Regions from separate parts of the Sus scrofa genome. Here region 1 is linked to region 2. Evidence: chromatin contacts called from public Hi-C data. All regions are on one chromosome and are shown on one strand. Each heading gives the region's core, a stretch centred on a gene start, on an enhancer-like site or on the middle of the called end of the contact. The rest is flanking DNA. Distances are from core to core; before and after follow the strand shown. Region 1 holds the start of PSMD1 (26S proteasome non-ATPase regulatory subunit 1). Region 2 has its middle 15 kb from the start of SPATA3.

Region 1 (3,751 bases), core at 643-3,142, 49 kb before region 2:
TGACAAGTTTCCCACCCAAAATTCTACACAGAGAGAAAGACAGTAATCAGACAAGTAAACGAAGTAATTACAGGGCTTGTAATGAAGGGAGGGGACAGTTGAGGGTGAAAGAAGCAGCATGTTTTAACAGAATGATCAGAAAAGAAAGACTAACACTTGTGCTGAAACCAGTGATTGGGAAACTAAGAGAAAACTTGAAAAGGAGTCTAAAAAGTGCAGGAGGAATGGGCAAGGGTCCTGAAGTGGGACAGAAACTGACTTAAGGAAGAGAAAGGCCAGTATGACCAGAGCACAGGGAGGAAAAGAGCAGTACAAGACAAGGTAGGAATCAGATCATGTAAGTTTTCAGTTAACAATCTGGATATTTTATTATAAGCACAATGAAAAGCACTGAAGAACTGTAAAGGATATTATGTGATCAAGGTTTTAAAAAGAATACTCAAGAAGAATGGACTGTATAGAGGTAATGGTGGAAAACAAAATCTCCAGGCTGTCAAAGCGACCCAGGCAAGAGATGAAGGCGGGAGGGGCTAAGATGATGAATCTGAAAAACAATGAGGCCTCCATTTACAGGTGGCAGGAAATTTAGTGCTTATTTTATCTTTAGAGAGCTCTGATGGGGAAAAGCCTTTCCCAATGTTGTACTACAATTCATCTCCCAATCATATGTACCCCTTGGGGGAAAAAGTCTACTTCCATGTACAAGTGACAGCTCCTCAGGTCTTTAAAAGTAACGATCCTGTCTCCCACTGTTGCCACCAACTTTTTTAAGCAAGCCTTATAAACACATGGTTAACTGCCGTCTGACTAGTTTGTTTACAACAAAACACTTGTGGGACATGAAGACAGCAAATCAGGACCAGAAAAGCGCATGTGAGCAAGAGAGGAAAAAGGCCCCAGAGGCTGTGGACAGCTACGTGCAAAGCGATCCCTAGTGGGGGCTCACACTTCACCCCAAACTTGACCCCTGTAACATCCCATTGCAAACGTCATTCCACGAATCTACCCACACAATGGTTGAGTGTAGGGCACCTGCTCCGCCCGCCCAGGAGCTCTTTCTTCGTCCAAGCAGAACATTCACTGATCATGGAGCCTCAAAACCAGAGGCTGATTCTCAGTATAATAACCGTCTTCAGGATGCGGTCCTCAACGAACACAAAAGTTCCCTAAGTGCTTTAACTAAATATCCTTGGAACAGACCTGGAAATGACCCGTCTCACACCTGACTTAATTTAGATTTCACTCTAAGGAGAACGGAGCTGGGTCAGACCGGGAAGCACTTAGGTAGCCAGAGGCTACCTTACTGTCCCGCAAAGGGGGCCCACCCCATCCTAACCACCTGTAAGGAAGGGCTGGCATCGGACGGCCCCGCACGGCCAACCTCGGGAGGGATGGAGTTTAGGAAAAACCCGTCAGGGTGGGAGAAGGGTCCAGGGCGCCCCTCGGGTCCGAGCACGGGGGTGTGGCTGCGGAGGAGGGATGACGAGGCGGTCAACCCAGCGCGAGTCCCCCGAACCGGACGAGGTCCCGGGGCCCACAGAGAGGCCGGGCCACACTGCCAGCCCCCGGCCCGGGGGTGGGCCTCGGGCGGCGGGCGGCCGCGCGGCCGGCGCTCCGCCGGGAGGTGCCCAGTCACCGGCCCTGACTCAGCTAAAAGCCGGCGTGGCGCCTCCTTCCTTTCGGCGCCGGCTGCGGCCGCACTCACCGGCTGAGGTGATCATGGCTGCGCCCCGCACTCGCCCGCCCGCTCGCTCGCTCGCCGCCCCGGCCGCGCCGTGTATATGTCAGCTCAGGACCCGCTCGCTCCGCCGCGTCTCCTGGCTGCCCCGGTGCCCCGCTCAGTCAGTCACCTCCTCAGGCCGCCGGCTCGCTTCTCACCCAGGACCCCGCCCGCCCCGGGGCTGCCCTCTGTCCCGCCTGCCGCCCGGCGCCGACTCTCCCCCGGCCTGTGTCTTCCGTGCCGCCACCGCCGCCCAGCGGAAGAATGCACGGAGAGCTCCGTGGTCTTCTCCAACCCTCCTCGGGGCCAGCGGCCCCGCGGGGGTGGGAACACCCGTCCGCACTTGGGGTCAGGCTCCAGAATAGCCACCCCTAGAAAAAGGACCCCACCATCACCCGCCATTGCTGAGAAAAAAAGGTGTTGAGGGGAGGTGCTTGCGGTGTTCGCAGCGCCACCTGCTGCTTGGGAAGTCTCCTTGCAGCGCCCCCGTGCCAGAGCCAAACCTTTGGTCCGGGTCCGGGCCGGGGCGGGTTCGTGATTGAGCAAAGAGCGTTTTCCTACAACAATGATTTTTCAATTTTTTTAAAAAAAAGCAGAGCCCAGCTTCAGAAGAATCCTCACAGAAATACTTTACTATCATATCATAATGCATCCCTAAGTAATCACTGGTTTATGATAAAGTTGAACAGTGGCTTTTACTTACATTTGAAAGAATACCGCACATGGCTTAAAAATCAGAAGTATAAAAAGATATACAGTGAAAAGTGTTCAAAGAAAAAAAAGTTTTCTTTTTTTTTTTTTTTTTTTTTTTTTTTTTTTTTTTTTTTTGTCTTTTTTGTTGTTGTTGTTGTTGCGATTTCTTGGGCCGCTCCCGCGGCATATGGAGGTTCCCAGACTAGGGGTCGAATTGGAGCTGTAGCCACCAGCCTACGCCAGAGCCACAGCAACGCAGGATCCGAGCCGCGTCTGCAACCTACACCACAGCTCACAGCAACGCCGGATCATTAACCCACTGAGCAAGGGCAGGGACCGAACCCGCAACCTCATGGTTCCTAGTCGGATTCGTTAACCACTGCGCCACGACGGGAACTCCGAAAAAAAAGTTTTCTTGTCTTCCATCTGCTCAGTTCCTCTCTCCCTCCACAGCAACAGGTTCCTGTTTTTTTTTATTACATCTAATGTGAAATGGCAGTTGTGATCGCCATCTGCACACTTCTAACAGCTTCAATACACAATTTACTTCAGTAGTTCGGAGTAGTCTTGACAAAGATTAGCGACAAATGGTGGCTTTTTTTTCTTTTTTTTTTTTTTTTTTTTTTTTTTTTTTGCCATTTCTTGGGCCGCTCCTGCAGCATATGGAGGTTCCCAGGCTAAGGGTCTAATCAGAGCTGTAGCCGCCAGCCTACAACTCAGGATCCAAGCCACAGCTCATGGCAACACCAGATCCTTAACCCACTGAGCAAGGCCAGGGATCGAACCCACAACCTCATGGTTCCTAGTCGGATTCGTTAACCACTGAGCCACGCCAGGAACTCCCAAATGGTGGCATTTTTAAGCCACTAGACTTGTACTCTCAAGCTACCGTTCAATTGAATAGTGATTATTAAACCTTATTTCTGGGGCCTTCTCAAAACAATGTAACCTAGTGACACAAGCCAATGATTTGCTGTTGAAATAAAACGTGGTTGATAATCCATGTGAGTTTATGTATGAATTTTTTTTTAATGGTGGCAGGTGGTTTCTTAAGCTGTACAGGCACTGGGGCTTGCCCGTGGTGCTCTTAATGTGCAAAGCCTGGACATGCTGCCAGTTTTTCTTGAGCAATGACACCAGGACGTTGACAGCTCAGTGGAGGCTGTACACAAGCTCACCCTCTGTCATCTTCACGCGGCCAACAGCCACTGCCAGACACAGCACTTTCTTCATCTGGAACTGGATCGTGGACTCCACTTCATCAACTTTGGCCACTGTATTCTCATTGTAGGTCAGCAAGGAAGGGAACTTGCCAGACTTATTCAGCCGTGAGCCTAG
Region 2 (4,006 bases), core at 1,208-3,707:
GGTTAGTTGACCAACATTTACAACAAAAGGGGACCTAATTAATAGGCCAGAAAAAGGAACTGAATTTCTTCAGTCAGAGGAGCTGGGCTGGCCAGAGGTGGCAGCTTCCGGGCCCCCCGTTGCCTCCCCTGTGTCTCTGGACCCTATCATCCTGATCTGCAGGGCAGACTGCAGCATGACCCACCCTTCCCGGAAGTCAGCTCTCTTCTTCCGGAGGCTGGCTTCCCAGAGAAGGTTCCTGTCAAACCAGGGTTCCTCTTCCCCATCTCCCAGCACCTGTTTAGGAAAGGAAGTCCTGGGATTGAGAGGTGATGGGTGGGCTCTGGGATGCCTGGCATCCCCCTCTCCCTGCCCCGTCCCACCTGGGCTCTTGCAGGCAGAGCAGCTCCCTGCCTCCCCAAGGGCTGTCCTGCTGGCTCCGAGTCTCATGGGCTCTTAGAGGCGAGCAGGTCACCTGCTCACTGGAGGTCAGGGTTGTCCTCAGCCCCCTACTTCCACCCCCACCATCCCCTTCAGTGCATTCTGGACTCCCAGCCTCCAGCACGTGCATTTCTTTGGGACTTGCCCTCTGGGGACAAAAGGGGGGGGGGAATGAACCACCTCCTCCCAGCAGCCCTTGACTGATGCTGTATAATCACCCAGCTTCCCCTCCCTGGGTGGTGATGGGGGGACAACTGAGGTATGTGCTCAGTTTCCTGGTGCTGCCCCAGCGGGATGCGGCTTCATTCACCCCCAGTGACCACTGCCCCTGTACCGATGGCTCTCCCGTGTCACACCTGTCTCCCCTACTGGTGTTTCTTGGGAGCACCTTGAACTAAGACCTCCGTCTTCAGCTGCTCAGGGCTAGATGTTCAAACCCACCAGGCACTGCCTGGGTACAGCTAAGTCCCGGGATGGGCCACCAGGCTGCCAGCCATGCCTTGGCCAGCCCTGTGGCTCCCCCATCACAGGTGAAGCTAAATGAAGCCAGTTCCTGGAGCCAGAGCGTGCCCTGGGCCTGGGGGCCCCTGTTCCCCAAGGTGCAGGCCTGAAAGGAGGCAGGGTGTCCCTCGCACTCCCACAAATAGGGATTACCGCCGGGCAGAAGTGCGATTGACAAGTTAGGTCAATTCCTGCATTTAGAATGGGGGAATCTTTTGTTCTCTGAGTGTGTGCCGAGAAAGTTGCCCTCCTTAGGTCTGCAGCCCCCAAGAGGGATCCCGCCCTGGCTTACTTGGGGCTCACAAAGTCACCAAGGCTGCCACATTTACCTCCCTACCCACTCGTGTGTGTGTATGTGTGTGTGTGTGTGTGTACTTTTTTCTTTTTACTGTTGCACCTGCAGCATACGGAAATTACCAAGCTAGAGGTCAAATGAGAACTGAGGCCCACACCACAGCCACAGCCACACTGGATCCTTCTGAGCTGAAATCTGTGACCTACGCCACAGCTTGGAGCAACACTGGATCTTTAGCCCACGGAATGAGGCCAGGGATCGAACCTGAATCATCCCAGAGACAATGTCGGGTCCTTAACCCGCTGAGCCACAACGGGAACTCCATCAACCTTTGTATCTTTGGGTAAATTACGCTAAATAAACAGAGTTCTTTGTTTGTTTGTTTGTTTTTGTTCTATTTTGGTGACAAGAGAGATCCTGGATGGAAAACTGGATCTGGAAAGAAAAAGAGGACAGAGCCATGAGCTTAGACAATACTCCAGGATCCTGGAATTCTGGTGCTTTTCCAGTTTTATAATCTCAGAGGTGGTGGTTTAGCAGCTGAGATCCTCCTGTGGAAAAATAAATTATTTAGGATTCAAATTTCTTCCATTCATCATGGGCACTCTTCCTTTTATCCAAACACAGACTCACAGAGGCTTTGTTTTTTCCCTTCAGGCTGTAACGAGCTTATGCCAAGTGCCTGGCATGAACTGGGCAGCGTCAATGTTGGCGTCTTCTCTTTCCTCTTCCTTTCCCCAGGGTCCCCGGCAGCTAAGATAGAGCCTCGCTCCCCCAAAGCTAGGCTGCAGTGGTGAGTTTTACCACATTCCATGCCCACAAGGAGAGGGGAAGCAGCCCCTTTAGTTTATTTTTTATTTTTATTGTTTCAATGATTTTTATTTTTCCCATTATTTTATTCTTTAAATTAATTTATTTTTGGCTGTGCCCACAGCATGTGAAAGTTCCGGGGTCAGGGATCGAACCCATGCCATAGCAGCAACCCAAGCCACTGCAGCGACAAGGCTGGATCTTTAACCCGCTGTGCCACAAGGAACTCCAGCAGTCCCTTGAGGTTGGTGCCACATCACTCACTGGTGGGATACAGAGAGAGGGACTCACCAAGCTTTCAGAAAGAAAATTCTAGAAATGCTTTTCCCTAGAGAGGAGGCTTTACCATTGTTATCAGATGGTTCTACATGTTCTGGACTGAGAGGGACACCAAACAGTCCATTTCCCTTCTAGAAGTCTAAAAGCAGAGCCTACAACACTCAGGATGACTCAGCAAACCCCCATGACTCATCGCTGCTCGGTGGGCCCTATGGGTGGCTCTCAGTGGCTAAAGCACTAAAGCCAGAGAGGGCTCCAGGCCAACTTTGAAGCTCATCCTGCACTGGCTACCGTATCACCTTCTTGAAACACTCGCCCCTGTTGTAGGGGTGCTGTGGGCTGCTCCCCCAAATCTACTCTCATGTCTTCCTTCCTTGGCAGAAGCCCCATTTTTGGCTTTGATGCTCCCCTCCCTGTACATAGTTTGTCCTGGAGGGAGATGGGGGCCCCAGTCCCCGGGGCAGAGCGTGGGTGTGGATCTAGATTGGTCTAATCCAGTCATGATAATTCACCCCTGTGTGCTATTCGTTTGCTTAAGAAGGGGCATGAGACCCAATTCAGGGGTGTGTCACCCCCATGAGGGGGCAAGAATACCAGGGAGGGGATCCTGGGAAAAGTTCCTTAACTCAAGAAGAGACGCAGGGAGCAGGGGGCCTTTTCCTTGCTTCTGGCTGTCAGGGTGTTGAAGTTCTAACTCTGGGAGCCCCTCCAGCCGGCTGCCGGGAGGGGAGTTCTCATGCCCTCTGCTGAGGGTGTCAGCGCAGGAAGCTGGAAAAGTCCTCGGGTCTCTGAGGACACTGGAGTTAAGGAGCCCTGACACTTTCCAACTGTTCTGCTGTTTGTGTTGAGATAATCTCCTCATTATCATTTTGAATTAGGTTTTCAGAAATTTGCAGCACCAAGAAATCTAACTCGCAACCCACTTACACATCAAGTCTAAAAAATGCCTTGTGGCATTTGGAAACCTACCCATTCAGTTTTTCATTTTACAACTGAATTGAAAAGAGAGCTATTAGAGCGATGCCTGCCGTTGGTAGAAGAGGTCCCACTTTACAAACTGTGAGTTTGTAGTGAGTAGGTGAGTTTCTTTCAACTGGCGAACTAAGGAATTTTCCCCTAGAAGCAGTGAAAACATTTTACACTTGAAAGAGTCTGCATTGGGGTCGGGGGGTGGGGGGTGGGGTGGGGGGGTGTTGGGGGCGGGGCTGAGAACACAGGACATCTGGAAGGGGGAGCTCAGGGAGCTCTTGGGTCAGCCCATCCAGAAAGAGGCCCTGGAGCTGTGAACCTGGGTGCTGGTTCAGGGTCCTCCCTCTGTTCACTTTACAAATGCAGGTGGGCTGGAGTTCCTGTCGTGGCTCAGTGGTAACGAACCTGACCAGTATCCAAGGGGCCATGGGTTCGATCCCTGGTCTCTCTCAGTGGGTTAAGGATCTGGTGTTGCCGTGAGCTGCTGTGTAGGTGGCAGATGTGGCTAGGATGTGGTGTGGCTGTGGGGTAGGCTGACAGCTGTAGCTCCGATTGGACCCATAGCCTAGGAACTTCCATGTGCATAGGTGCAGCCCAAAAAAGACATAAAAGGGGGAGGGGGCCTGGTGCCAGAATGGGGTGCCCACCTTCAGCAGGGGAGGGGAGGACAAGCAGAAAGGAAGCATCTAGATGGTTATGATCAGAGGTCACAGCCCAGCTCACCGGCCCCTC

What was found. A called contact is a pair of places that touch in the nucleus more often than the background predicts.
Region 1: a Hi-C map of fibroblasts shows a contact between it and region 2, with 2.2 times the contacts expected there. The contact joins the promoter of PSMD1 here to the enhancer-like site in region 2. A contact is called at or near these places in 2 of 5 promoter capture datasets (fetal liver and liver) and 10 of 47 Hi-C or Micro-C datasets (embryonic fibroblasts, fibroblasts, liver and 3 more).

The regions. Positions count from the first base shown.
Region 1 is chr15:131,805,735-131,809,485 of Sscrofa11.1, reverse strand. It overlaps PSMD1 (26S proteasome non-ATPase regulatory subunit 1), which reads right to left and starts at 1,892. Exons shown (of 25, transcript XM_001925902.7): 1 at 1,706-1,892. The coding sequence starts at 1,721. It also overlaps the pseudogene LOC110257098.
Region 2 is chr15:131,756,847-131,760,852 of Sscrofa11.1, reverse strand. It overlaps a transcript of SPATA3 not described here. Among named protein-coding and RNA genes, the nearest start is that of SPATA3, 15 kb to the right of the region's middle. Within about 2 kb of position 2,457, at least 9 of the 83 cell types and tissues checked have an H3K27ac peak or open chromatin away from gene starts, as enhancers often do. A contact at or near this core is called in embryonic fibroblasts, where this site is marked.